Linked DNA regions of Sus scrofa: region 2 is linked to region 1. A link is a contact called in public HiChIP or PLAC-seq data. All regions are on one chromosome and are shown on one strand. Each heading gives the region's core, a stretch centred on a gene start, on an enhancer-like site or on the middle of the called end of the contact. The rest is flanking DNA. Distances are from core to core; before and after follow the strand shown.

Region 1 (6,607 bases), core at 1,247-3,746:
CTTGACCTCTTGCCACAGGCTTGGCCAGGACTCTGAACAGCCGGGGAGGGGTGGGGGTGGGGGGTGCAGGTGGACAAAGCTGCATGTGACTGACTCGTAACCGTGCTGGGTTGAGGAGATGAGTAACTTGGGTGTCCGGCCCTTCCTTGCTTACAGCCTTATAACATCCCCCTGGGTTGCCATCCTTCTTCTGGAAATGTCAAAGTCATGATTCATGGCAGTGGGGCGATGAGTCCCAGACACCCTAAGGTCTCAGCTGGAGCCTCAGTGCCTTCATCTGTAAAATGGGTGGGTTGACCTAAGGACACATCCTGCTCTGCACTTTTATGATCCAAGTTATCCTTGCTCAAGGCAAGGGGTCTTACCTTGGCTTTGCTCCGAAGCATCCTGGAAGTCTGTTGAGTGGCTTCAGAGAAGAGATGGAGTCTTCCCCTTCCAGTATCCTGACCTCGTCCAGCCATCAGGCGCGGAACCCACGTCTAAGGGGGAGAGCGGTAGAAGGGCCAGGTCTAAGGGCCTCGGAGGCTGGCAGCCTCTTGCCTAAGAGTCCCTGACACCAGCCCTGAGCCTCCCAGACTTCTTCTAGCTTGAGTCATTTCTGCTTGTTTTTTATCCTGCTCAGGATCTGGGCTACTTCTCCTTTCTCCTCACGGCCTTTTTCTGTCACCATTTCCTTCTTAGCTTTGAACCCTTACCCTCGCTCTCGCAAATATTCTTCCTCACCAGCAATTCCAGGGCTCTCCTCCAGCCACGCCGTATCCGAGGTCTCCTCTGGGCCGCTCGGCACCAGGTGGCATTGCTGCCCCGGCCCCTCCCCTGCCCCCTGGCTTGGCACACTCCAGGGTCACCAACAGCTTCTGTAGGCAGATCGGGAGACTTCCTCATTTCGTCCCTCGCTCTGTGTGACTTGACAGCAGCCTGTGATCTGGATCACGCTCCTCTCCAGGCTGCCTTTTCGCCAACACGGGCGCTTCCCTGGGACCCAGCCCAGGTCCATTTTTCTCCTTTCTCCTCATGCTCCCATCGGATCTCAACCAATGGTTTCCAGACTCATCACCGACCCAGACCTTGCTCCTGAGCTCCAGCCCCCCGCACCCTCCAGGATGTCCCTCCCCTTGGGAAGCCCTCTTACCTAACGCAGTAATCATTGCAGCTTAGGAATGATTGCAGCCAATAATAACGGCTCTTCTGTACTTGTTCAAGCATTTTCACACTTACTAACCCAACCTTTCCAGCAACAGGAATTCCCGTCATGGCTCAGTGGTTAATGAACTTGACTAGTATCCATGAGGACGTGGGTTCGATCCCTGGCTTTGCTCAGTGGGTTAATGATCCGGCATTGCCGTGAGCTGTGGTGTAGATCGCAGACGCAGCTCGGATCGTGCATTGCTGGAGCTGTGGTGTAGGCCGGCAGCTGCAGCTCTGATTCGACCCCTAGCCTGGGAACCTCCCTGTGCTGCAGGTGTAGCCCTAGAAAGACAAAAGACAAAAATTTCCCAGCAACGATAGGAGCTGTGCATTTTCATCACCCCCATTCTTCATAAGAGGAAACTGAGGCAGAGAGAGGTCAGAGGAGCCCAAACTCTTTTAAAAACAAATCATTCTATTGGGGAGTTCCCGCTGTGGCACAACAGGATCCATGGTGTCTCTGCAGCGGCAAGGACTCAGTTTCCATCCCCGGCCCTCCACCCCCGGCCAGGCGGAGTGGGTTAAGGATCTGACATTGCCGAAGCTGTGGTGCAGGTCACAACTCTGGCTTGGATTCGATCCCTGGCCTGGGAACTCCATAGGCTGCGGTGGGGGGGGGGGCAAACAGAAGAAACGCATTTATTTTACTGGAGTGCATTCGATTTAGAATGTGACACCAAATGCTTATACTCTTAAACACCTCAACCCTGAAGTTGGCCCAGCCTGCCACGCCTTCCCCTCCCGTACCCTCTAGCTCAAGGACAATCACCACTGTCCATGCCCCAGTGACCAGTCAGCCTTCAGTTTGTCCCCAAGGCCACCCACAGGCCCCCCTCACCTCCCTCCTGACTCATCTGTCTCCAGCTAGCTCCCAAGGAACTCAGGCCCCATAGGGTCCCTCTTTCTAGCAACCTTCCCAGCAGCAATAGGAGGTGTGTGTTTGTATCACCCCCACTTTGCAGAAGAGGAAACTCAGGCATAGAGAAATTGAAAGAACTCAATTTTTTTTTTTTTTTTTTTTTTTTGGCTTTTTAGGGCCACACCCTTGGCATAGGGAGGTTTCCAGGCTAGGGGTCGAATTGGAGCTGTAGCTGCCAGCCTACAGCACAGCCACAGCCACGCAAGATCCGAGCCACGTCTGCGACCTACACCACAGCTCATGGCAACGCCGGATCCTCAACCCACTGAGCAAGGCCAGCGATCGAACCCTCCTCCTCATGGGTCCTAGTCGGGTTTGTTACCGCTGTGCTACAGTGGGAATTCCAGCCTAAACTCTTTTTCATTGGGGCGTTCCTGCTGTGGCACAAGGAATGAGCTTTCTGACAAGTATGTTTGCTGATCTCAGTTGCTCTTCTGCATTTGCTCCTCTGCTTCCCTCTGTGCTCAAGAGAAGATGACTAGATCTTCAGGGGGCTTTCCAGGCCCCGAGGCCCGCTGCTGGTTGCTCTCCTCCCAAACTGACCTCATCTTTCACCACTTCCCGCTTCCGGCTCTCTGTTCCTATGGCTGGTTTCCTAAGACGCCCTGCCCTCCTGTCTCAAGCCTCTTCCCGGTTCGGCTACCCCTTCCGAAACAGGCTCCCCTAGAGCGGGTTGCCTTCAAGACGCAGATCAAGGGCCACTGCTTGCCAAGACGGCTTCGTGGAAATCCACACCCTTCCAACCTGGGTCAGGTACCCTCTCCTCTCACAGCAATGGCTTACTGGTTACCTATTTGCCTTCCCCGCTGACCCTAGGGCTGGGGCCCTGTGGTTTGTCTTTTCTCCCTCTGCCAACAGAAGGCTTGCATAATCAGCCCCAAATGAGGCTTATTGCTTAAATGATGAACACACAAGCAAAACACCATGGGTCCAGGGTCCGAGGTGGGGGAGGGGTCTCCATTAGGGTTCTGACACCCCCACCCCCCCGCCCGGCCCCCAGCATCTGCCCCTTCCCCTCCCCAGGTTAACCGAAGTTTCGAGGTCAAGGGGAAGCTTTCACCGGTAGGATGAGGGAGCCTGGGAGAGGGGGCGCAGGGTAGGAGATTTGCATCTGCCCGAGTTTATGGTGAGACAAGAGAAACCGCCTTAGAGCAAGAGAGCTGGTTAGAGAGACTCCTGGGTGCAGCATGTGTGGGCTGCCGGGCCCCCTTCTCCGCTTGGCTTGCTTGTATTCTCCGCCCTCTACCTCTGAGTCATGCAGGCAACTTCCCTCCCTGCCTCAAGCCTCCTGACCCCCTCTCTACTCACTTGCTTCCTTGGTACCTTGGTCCAGCTCTTCTCCTGGTGGCTCAGGCACCCTGATGCCCACATCTGACCTTCCAATCATGATGGGAACCAGGATCGGCCTCCTCCTGGTGCTGGGTAAGCCGGGGATCTCCATGAAGGGGGAGGAGGGGATGGGGGTGCAGAGAGAGAGAGGGCTGAGGACACGCGTTTTGCACTCAGCAATTAAGGGAGGGATCTTGAGTTATCTCGGGTTGGGATCTGAAGTTCAAGGAGGTTGAGAAGATACTGAGGAATCTATTTGGGGGGTGTTCAAAGATGCTGGAAGAGAGGCTAGGTGCCGGCACAATCCAGAGGTTTCTCAAGCAGGCAGAATAAGTCAACCCATCCACAGCATCCCTTTGGCCCCAAGTTTTCCTGGAGTCCTTCTCATAGGAGCCCAGGTGTAGGGGTGGGGAAGGAGTGTCTTTGGAGCTTGGCTGTTGCTCTGTGGAAATGGAGAACTGAAACCTGCTGAAAGGCTGGTTGGTGAAGAGCTATCTCTGGATTAAGGGAGGGAGAGAAGCAGGGCTGGCAAGCTTGAGCCTGAGGGTCTGGAAGACCAGGAGATGGTGGGGTGTTGTGCCTGGAGGGGAGAGCTGGTGGGAGATGGGGGTGGCTGGGGACTGGGGGGGAATGGAGCAGGAGGAAGACTCTTCTCCGAAGCTTGTCCTCTCGCCCTCCTCTCCAGCGCTAGCTTCCTCTCTCTGCTTCAACTTGGACACAGACCAGCCGACAATTTTCCGTGTGGACAGTGCTGGGTTTGGACACAGCGTGGTCCAGTATGCCAACTGGTGAGGACTGAGTGGTGTCTGGCCTTTGGCTCTCAGCTCCTCCCCTGCCCAGGGTCTGTCTCTCAGCTCATCCCTCTCCTTATGTACAAACTCTCCTCGGTCTGCCGGTGGCAGTTCCCCCAGGGCTCTGATGAGCTGGACCAAAGAAAGGCCATTGCACCATCTTGACAACCACAGCTGACTTTGTGTATTTCTGGGGCACTGTACTCATACTACCGTTCCTTTCCATCATGTTCTATCGCAAATGATTGGCTCATGGACATGGAGAACAGACTTGTGGTTGCTAAGGGCGGGGAGGGAGTGGGATGGACTGGGAGTCTGGAGTTAGCAGATGCAAACTATTGCATTTGGAGGAGACAGGCAATGAGGTCCTGGTGTCCCGCACAGGGAACTCTCGCCAATCACGTGTGGCGGAACACGATGGAAGATAATACGAGAAAAACAACGTGTATATCTATGTGTATCACTGGGCCACTTTGCTGTACAGCAGAAATGAACAGAACACTGTAAACCAGCTATAATAAAAAAATTTAGAAACAGGTGATGGGATAGAGTTCCCTGCACTGTGTAGCAGGACTTCATGGCTTATCCATTCTATACGTAATAGTTTGCATCTATTAACTCCAAACTCCACGTCCATCCCACTCCCTCCTCCTACTCCTCCCCCTTGGCAACCACAGGTCTGCTCTCCATGCCTGTGAGTCTGTTTCTGCTCTGTAAATAGGATCATCTGTGTGGGCACTGATTTAGTCCTCGCAACAAATTTACAAGGTGGGGATCAACCATTCAACATATGTTTATTGAGCATCTATTACTACGTCTCAGGAGCCAGGCACACACCTGGGAATAAAGATGACAAACATCTCGCCCATGCAGAACTTAAATTGTCATTGGGAGTTCCCATCATGTCTCTGCAGGTTACGAACCCGACTCATACCCATGAGGACACGGGTTCGATCCCTGGCCTCACTCAGTGGGTTAAGGATCCTGCATGGCTATGAACGGTGGTGTAGGTCGCAGACAGGGCTCAGATCCAGCGTTGCTGTGGCTGGCAACAGCTCAGATTCAACCCCTAGAGTGGGAACTTCCATATGCCGTGGGTGCAGCCCTTTTTAAAAAAAAAAAAAAAAAAAAAAAAAGGGAAGCAAAAATTAAAAAAGAATTGTTATTAATCTCCACTTTACAGATGAGGAAACTGAGGCTCAGACAGGGGACACAAACTTGCCAAGGGGCAGTCTGGCTCCAGTGCCCACACTCTTAGCTGCTGTGTTCTTGTCTTCTCCCCCTGCCAGGCTGGTGGTTGGCGCCCCCCAGGAGGTAAGGGCTGCCAACCAAACAGGTGGTCTCTACCGGTGTGACTATAGTACGAGCCTATGTGAGGCCATCCACCTGCAGGGTGAGTCACTGCCCCTGGCTGGGAGCCTGTGGGGAGCACAGGGGACCCATTTCTCAGCTTCAGCTTGGTCTGCAGACCCTCACCCTCTGACTGGTTTCCTGACCCCCTCAAACTGTCCCACCCACCACACTCTTGCACCCCTTTAGCTCCATCAAGATCTGAAAGCTCTTGGAGTTCCCTATTGGCCTAGTGGGCTAAGGATCTGGTGTGGTCACTGCCATGGTGAAAGTTCGGTCCCTGGCCTGGGAACTTCACAGGCTGCAGGTGTGGCCAAGGGAAAAAAAAAAAAAAAAAAAAAAAAACATCTACAAGCCCCCTTTACCCATGAGAACTAATCTCCCAGAGTTGAGGTGGCCCCTGCCCAGATCTTACAGCCACCTCTTCCTACGGGTGACCATGAACCTACCTGTCCCCTCAGTACCCCCAGAGGCTGTGAACATGTCCCTGGGCCTGTCCATGGCGGCCACCACCAAGCCCTTTCAGCTGCTGGTGAGTTGCCCTGGGTCACGGGAACATCCTGAGAGAGGGGATGGGGACCTGGAGGCGCTGGGACAGGAGGGTGGGACAGAAGCAGGGGCGACTCCTCCCATCAGGCCCCTCCACCGCCAGGCCTGTGGCCCCACCGTGCAGCATGCATGCCAGGAGAACATGCACCTGACCGGGTTCTGCTTCCTGCTCGTCTCCCAGTCTCAGCAGGCCCAGAGGATCCCAGCTGCCCTGCAGGGTGAGTGTTTGGGGCCCCTGAGTCCTTTGAGGAAACCTCCACACTTCCGACTGGGGTAGGGCAGTGGGGAAAAGAGACACTCTGACCAAAGGGAATAAAAAAAGAGGGACCCAGAAAAAAAGAAAAGCTGACCGGATGGACTGGAAGGGTCACCGCCAGCTTTTACACCTGCTCCATCATTGTCCCGGCGCAGGACCTTTCCCATGGCCTTTCCTTCGCTGAGCCTCAGTTTCTTCATCTGTCTGATGGGGATAAAACACACC
Region 2 (6,607 bases), core at 2,497-4,996, 100 kb before region 1:
TCTACAGCTGCCGGCTTACACCATAGCCACAGCAATGCAGGATCCAAGCTCCATCTGCCACCTACACCACAGCTCATGACAACGCCAGATCCTTAACCCACTGAGCAAGGCCAGGGATTGAACCTGCAACCTCGTGGTTCCTAGTCAGATTCGTTTCCGCTGCGTTACAAAGGGAACTCCAACAGCTGGATTTTAAGGAGTCCAGAGTTTAGGGCCAGCCTGTGGGAGGGCATGGCATGTGAGTGAGCATTGTCGGGATCCAGGGTTTGCAGAGAGGAAGGTAGCGGTTGGATGGGCTCCTTCAGGGTCAGGCTAGAACGGGAACATGTGTTCTCATGTTAGAAGAAGTGAGTCCGTTTCTTTTTTTTTTTTTTTTTTTAATTTTTTGGCTCTGCCCACGGTATGCGGAAGTTCCAGGGCCAGGGATCAAACCCACAGCACAGCAGTGACAACGCCAGATTCTTAACCTGCTGAGCCACCAGGAAATTCCTTCCATAATCAGTTTTGATCACTCAGGCCCTCGGTGGTTGAGTAGAAGCAGGGAGAATCAGGAGGCCTGTTGGAGGTAAAACATGGAGGCCGAAGGCAGTTGGGGGCAGTGAAGAGAAGGCCTTGGGGTGTGTGTTTGAAGAGCTAGCAGCAGTGAGACTAAGTCTGCCCTTAATGGAACATTCTAGGTGTCGTGTTTTCTGGTTAGGCAGTTCCTCTTGCCAGAAGGGTGAAAACTTCAGTTGGAGAAATGCTAAGGTCCTTGCAGAACATAAGTGAATAAATGTCTCGGGTTGAATAAAGCTTGGATAAGAAGACTTAAGGATACTTGGTAGAAAAGGATTGAGGGTGGCCTGGGGAGCATCAGCGTTTATTTTGTGGAGTGGCTGCTAAAGATGACAAACCCACAGGAGTTGCCGCTGCGGCACACTGGGTTAAGGAGCTGGTGTTGCTGCAGCTGCTGTTTCCTGGCCTGGGAACTTCCATGGCCCATGGGTGCAGCCAAAAAGAAAAAAAAGAGGAAGACGAACCCACAGGATCCTGAGAGTTGGGGCTGATTTCCTGCTTTAGGCGAAACTCCTCTTTCCTCTGGGAGTCCTAAAATAGCATTAGAAGTGATCCTGTAGTGACTGTGGCTTTGACAGTGGCCATTAGCTCCTCTGTAGCTTAACTCCTACAGCAGACCACTTTTTCTGCTGTTACCCTGGTGATCCGGGAATCAGCATAGGGAATCAGACAGTGCACAGACAGTGGGTGTGGGTGGGGGGATAAACTGCATTTGCTAGTTCTCATGTTGTCTAGGGAGAGTTCCACGTGAAGGCTTCACACAGCTTTGTTCGTTCTGGGCTAGTGTGTCATTGTGAACGGCACACCCTGTACCCTCACACCTGGGTCTCCGTGTTGAAGCTGACTCCTAAGGATGGGATAGCTGGCCTTTTGGGGGGCCTGCCTGTTGCTTTTGCATCCAGCCCCTCCAAGCCAGAAAGATTTTGGGTGCAAGGTATGCTCCAGATGTAGTCCTAGAGTCCTGGTTCCTTAATAACCTCTGGGAAGGCATCCTAAACGTTGCTTTCTGGAAAGAAATACTATTTTCTTTTGTTGGCACACATCCCATCAAGTTGCTTTTGTGGTTGGCATGTTTTTGGGGCCAAGTGTAACCCATCACCCCTTTGAGGGAGTGGGAGGCCACTGGGAAGCCTGCTCGTGTCAGTGCCAGAAGGAACCCTAGGGCATACCTGGGGCTTTGTGCTCTTGTTACTCTCGTCTCCCTCCCCTCCCCAAAGTTGCTCTAGTTTTACAATCCCCCCCCCCATGAAGAAAGAAGTGTCTGCTTCCAAATCATCTGGTAAATCTGCCTCCCCACCTCCATGGTTCCAGGCCCTTTGTGCATACTTCTGTTTTGGCTTTTGGGCCTTGGCTGCAAGGCTGACTTGTGTTCACTGTGGGTCTTGAGGGCAGAGCCTCTGGGGTGGCAGTGGAGGGGCCACCAAGTGAGGAATGAGGGAGGATTCCTCGGTGACTGGGAGAGGAAGGGTGTGGGGAGCCTGCAGGCTCGGGAACAGGCAGAGAGTAGAGCTTCCCCCGAGGCTCTGCGGCATGAGGATGTGTAGCTTAGCTCTGCATGTGCTTCCAGGCTGGAAGTAGGAAAACACCAACTCCAAGCTGGTTTTTCATATATTATGTATACAAGATCAGAGACTCCAGGTAAGTTGGCCAGAACTACCAGGGGTTGTAGGTGGGGCCGCTGCTGGGGAAGCCGAGTCAGCTCTGCTCCAGGTCGGCCACCAGGTAGGGCTGGGTGTCCTTCAGGGCCTGAAGGAGCAGGTCCTTGCAGGTCAGGTTCCAGGCCGGAGTGAAGCTGAAGAGCCTCCTCATTTTGGTGGGGTTGGTGTGCTCCGCCCGCACTGCCTGGTACTGCTCTTCCGTCAGCACCTTCCCGTACAGGGCATCCAGCAGCCCGTCCACGTCTGTGACCCTTGAGATGAGGGCTGCCCGATGCTGGTCCACGAAGTGCAGTGCTGGGGAGGTGGGGAGGGAGGAGGGGGGATGAGCTGGCATCCAGGGTGGGGGCTGGGGTCTGTCCCTCCTGAACACCTTGCTTTATCCAGAGAGGACCCTGAATCCAATCCTAAGGGCTGGGCTCAAGGTGGGCAGCCCACGGGGACTCCTCCCAGACGGGGATGAGGATGACTCAGTCTCCCTTTCTCTTCCCCACCAGGCTTGGCCCCAGGAGACCTGGGAGAAGGGTTCGCTTAGCTTTGGACTTTCCTGGTGCTCTTGGCCTTGGGACAGCAGATAGACTGTGCTGGGGTGGGGCGGGGTGGGGCGGGGCCAGGCAGGTGAGGTTGGGTGTGAAGACTTCACCTGGTTTGTTGTCTGCTTTCAGGGGAAGGGCTTTGATTCCAGCTGGCTTGGCTCCAGGGCCTGTAAGAAAATCAGTTAAGCTTGTTTCCAAGCCTTTTGGGGCCGGGGCACCTGCCAAGGTCAGTACTGAGTGTGGGCAACAGAGAAACTTTGATTGAAAGATAAGAGGAACAGGAAGCGAAAGTGCCCTAGAGGCAAACTGCTTGGGAGGAGGGTGCAGACCAGGGGATACTGGAAGAGAGGGGTGGGGTCTGGACCTCTGCAGCAGAGTGTGGAGGGGGCTTGCTCACCCTTGTGCAGGGTCTTCTGCAGCTGCTCCGCCACCTCCTTCATGCCGATGTCACGCAGCACAAGCGCTGTGAGCTCAGCGCTGTACTCCTCCAGGTAGTAGTTGACGAGCTTGTCAGTGAGGTCGATGGCATCCAGGGGCAGCAGCGTCCCCCGTGGGATGCGCCCATATCCTTCACGCAGTGGCACTGAGAGCAGCTTCATCTTAAACTTCTTGAGCTCGTCGGCTGTCAGGTTCTCCAGTGCATCCAGGATGGCGTCACGCGTGCACCCCATGGCTCAGCCGTTCACAGCGGCTGCCGCTCACCCAGGGCATCTGGTGTCTGCCAGGAAGTCTGCTCCGGGGCGGGACCTGGAACTCCCCGCCTTTTCTCACCCCTGCCTCTGCCCCCACCCATCGCTTTAGTGTAAGGCTCCTAATCACCCTGCCGCTTCCCATCCACTCTTGGCCATTTGGGGGCGCCCCGCTCATGTCCTTTGGCTGAAGGTGGGGCCCAGGAGACCTGGGTGGAAAAGGGCCGAGTGGTGCCTGCCTCTTCAGGCTTGCATTTGCCAGCACAGGTCAGGAACCCGGTTTATTGGCACACGAAGGCTTAGAATCTTGCAGCTCTAACTCAGGTCTCTTGAGTTCTGAACCTTGGCATTGTCTCACGTGTCATAGGATCTTAGAATCAGAACCGTGCATCCCAAGTTCCACATAACTGGGAGAAGTAAAGTGTAAAAAAGAGGTAGAGATGAGTGTGTGATTTATCTCCCTGAGCCTCAGGTTCCTTATCAAGTGGGGATAATATTCATCCACTTAGTAAATGGTCCCCCGTGACACGGGCTACCTGATGGCACCTGAAACCTTGCCAGACGCTTCCAGGGAGGGCCAGGATTTGGTCCCCCAGGAGCTGAATTTCTTGGGAAGTGCGAAGTGACTCTTGTAATGGCTGAGAAAATCCTCAACTGGAGGGGGAGTCGTGGATAGCTCCTCTGGGGCCAGTGGCTTGACCCCACATATGAGAAGTGATGTGGGTTGGTGCTAGAGGCCAGACTGCCTAGAATCCTGGCTCTGAGCACAGCTGGGAAGCCTGGCTGGTCCACCTGTGGACCTCCCCAGCCTTGTCTTGCACCACATCCTGGCTCCTCCCCCCAGTCTCTTGAGTTCCAACCTCACTGTCCTCTCAGTTCCCCAAATAGGCCAGGCTCCTTTGCTTCAAAGCTTTGCTCATGCTGCTCCCTCAACCTGCCGCTCTCTTCCCTCTGCCCGACAGACTGGAGACTTTAGGTCTTAAGTTAAATGTTACTTCCTCTGGGAGGCCAGGTTGAGAATCCCTTCAGTTCAAAACACCTGCTACTGATTTGTAGCCCTTGTAGTACTTAGGACAAATGGTAAATGTGTTCCTTTAGCATCAGTCTTCTCTGACAGTCTGGATATGCCTGTCCAGATCATGGTTCTAGCTGCAGGATCCAGAGTGGTACTTGGCCTGTAGTAGGTGCTCAGTTCTTGTGGGGTCAGTAATGGATGAAGGGTCTTGCGGCTCAAGAGAGATGCCAGTGTGTGCCTTACATATAAGCTCTTCAAAAAGTGGCAGTTTCTGGGAGTTCCCGTTGTGGCTCAGCAGGAATGAATCTGACTAACATCCATGAGAACACAGGTTTGGTCCCTGGCCTCAATGGATTAAGGATCTGGCATTGCCATAAGCTGTGGTGTAGGTGGCAGACGGAGCTCTGATCTTGTGTGGCTGGAGCTGCGGGGCTGTGGTGTAGGTGGCAGCTACAGCTCCGATTGGACCCCCTAGCCTGGGAACCTCCATATGCCATGGGCGTGGCCCTTAAAAAAAAGCATCTTCCAGAAGCTGAAAGACCATGGGCTTGAAGTTATGTGTACAGTCTAGTTTGGATCCTGGTTTTCCTTCCTAAGTGGGTATTGGGCAGCCTTCATTTTCTCTCTCACCTGGGTTATAACAATCACCATTCCTTCTAGTGATGTGATCCTGACATATTAGACATTTATTTATTTATTGGCATCTGCCTCCCCTGTAGAATGTGAGGTCTAGGAGGGCAGGGACCTTGTCTGGGTCAGTGCTGACTCCAGCATCAAGAGAGGGCCTGGGACCTAGTAGGTGCTCAGTGGAGATTTGCTGAACAAAAGAATGACTGAGGCTGTGTTACCTGCAATACATTGGAGGCAAGAGCTTCCAGCAGAGTAGCAGGGCCCTGCTGCCCATCCTGTGTTGGGATAGTCCTGTGTGTTGACATCCTCACCATGGGTGGTGCTTGCGGTCCAGCAGCCAGTGTTCCCTGGGCTCATGGCTGTTGCGGTGCCTCTGGTCCTTGCAGAATCTCTGTTTGTGCACTGTGCTAGAAGGCTTCATCTTCCTAGCCCACATACCCACATCCTGTCCCTCCCCTGCTTGGAAACTTGTGACCCCTCAGTGCCTCAGAATCAAGTCAAAGCTCCCTGGCTTGGCCTTCAAGGCCGTTGCCAGCTTCCTCTGCAGCACCCTCTGCCCCACTGGCCTCTGGGCTCTTGCACATGCGGAGCTGCTCTCTGCTTGACCTGTCATTCCTCCTGGTCTGCTTGGTGAGTTCCTGCCTGTCCTCCAGAGTGCATCAGGGGTCACTTTTTTCCTTTTCTTTTTTTTTTTTAGGCCTACACCCATGGCATATGGATGTTCCCAGGCTTGTGGCCGGCCTACACCACAGACAGCAATGTGGGATCGGAGCCGTGTCTGCGACCTACACCACAGCTCATGGCAACGCTGGATCCTTAACCCACTGAGTGAGGCTGGGAAACAACCCCGCATCCTCATGGATGCTAGTCAGGCTCACTAACCACTGAGCCATGATGGGAACTCCAAGGGTCGCTTTTTTTAAGAAATTAACAACTGAGCCCCTATAGATGGACCGTGATCCTTCACATGCATTATTTCTAAGCCTTAAAACAGTCCTTGTGGGATGGGGAATTTTAGCCCTGTTTTACAAGTGAGAAGGTTGAGGCTCAGGTTGAAGGACTCGCCCAAGGTCATGTAGCTGAGGGAAAATACAGCTTGTCTGGCTAGCTTCTGAGTCTGGCCTCTGCTCGTCCCTGCTGACTTTTCTGTCCTGTGCAAGGTGAATTATTCTTTGGCCATGTCCACTGGATGCCCCCATGATGCCTCGATCACAGCGTTTATCATACGGTGTGTCTGTTCACTCTGCCTTCCCCACCAGACTGCGGGCTCCTGGAGGGCCCTTTTAGATCCACAGCACCTGGGACAGGGCTGGGCACAGATCCAGCCTCGATCAGCCCTTATGCAATGACAGTAGACTCCTAGAGCCATAGAAACCTGCTCATTTCACTTTTATTAGGACCTTAGACGCTTTGGGTGTTCGATCCATGGAATTTAAAAAACAGTCACCTGATTCGGCTCTACAAGGAGCAGGGATTTCCTTGGCCATTCATATGGCCATTTGATTGCATCTCATCTGGATGAGGTTA

The links. HiChIP or PLAC-seq counts read pairs in DNA pulled down with a chosen protein or histone mark.
Region 2: a contact with region 1 is called in an H3K27ac HiChIP or PLAC-seq map of alveolar macrophages, with 5 times the contacts expected there. The contact joins the promoter of LOC100522011 here to the promoter of ITGAX in region 1. A contact is called at or near these places in 7 of 47 Hi-C or Micro-C datasets (alveolar macrophages, blood, fibroblasts and 2 more) and 2 of 2 datasets of contacts at active chromatin or transcription factors (alveolar macrophages and skeletal muscle).

Annotation. Positions count from the first base shown.
Region 1 is chr3:17,197,277-17,203,883 of Sscrofa11.1, reverse strand. It overlaps ITGAX (a long non-coding RNA gene), which reads left to right and starts at 2,496. Exons shown (of 31, transcript XR_002342355.1): 1 at 2,496-2,514; 2 at 3,441-3,529; 3 at 4,122-4,224; 4 at 5,517-5,620; 5 at 6,039-6,109; 6 at 6,230-6,344. LOC110259903 (a long non-coding RNA gene) reads right to left here and starts at 1,283. Exons shown (of 3, transcript XR_002342359.1): 1 at 696-1,283; 2 at 366-479.
Region 2 is chr3:17,303,060-17,309,666 of Sscrofa11.1, reverse strand. It overlaps LOC100522011 (apoptosis-associated speck-like protein containing a CARD), which reads right to left and starts at 3,746. Exons shown (of 3, transcript XM_003124468.5): 1 at 3,144-3,746; 2 at 2,854-2,913; 3 at 2,146-2,507. The coding sequence starts at 3,417. The coding sequence ends at 2,251.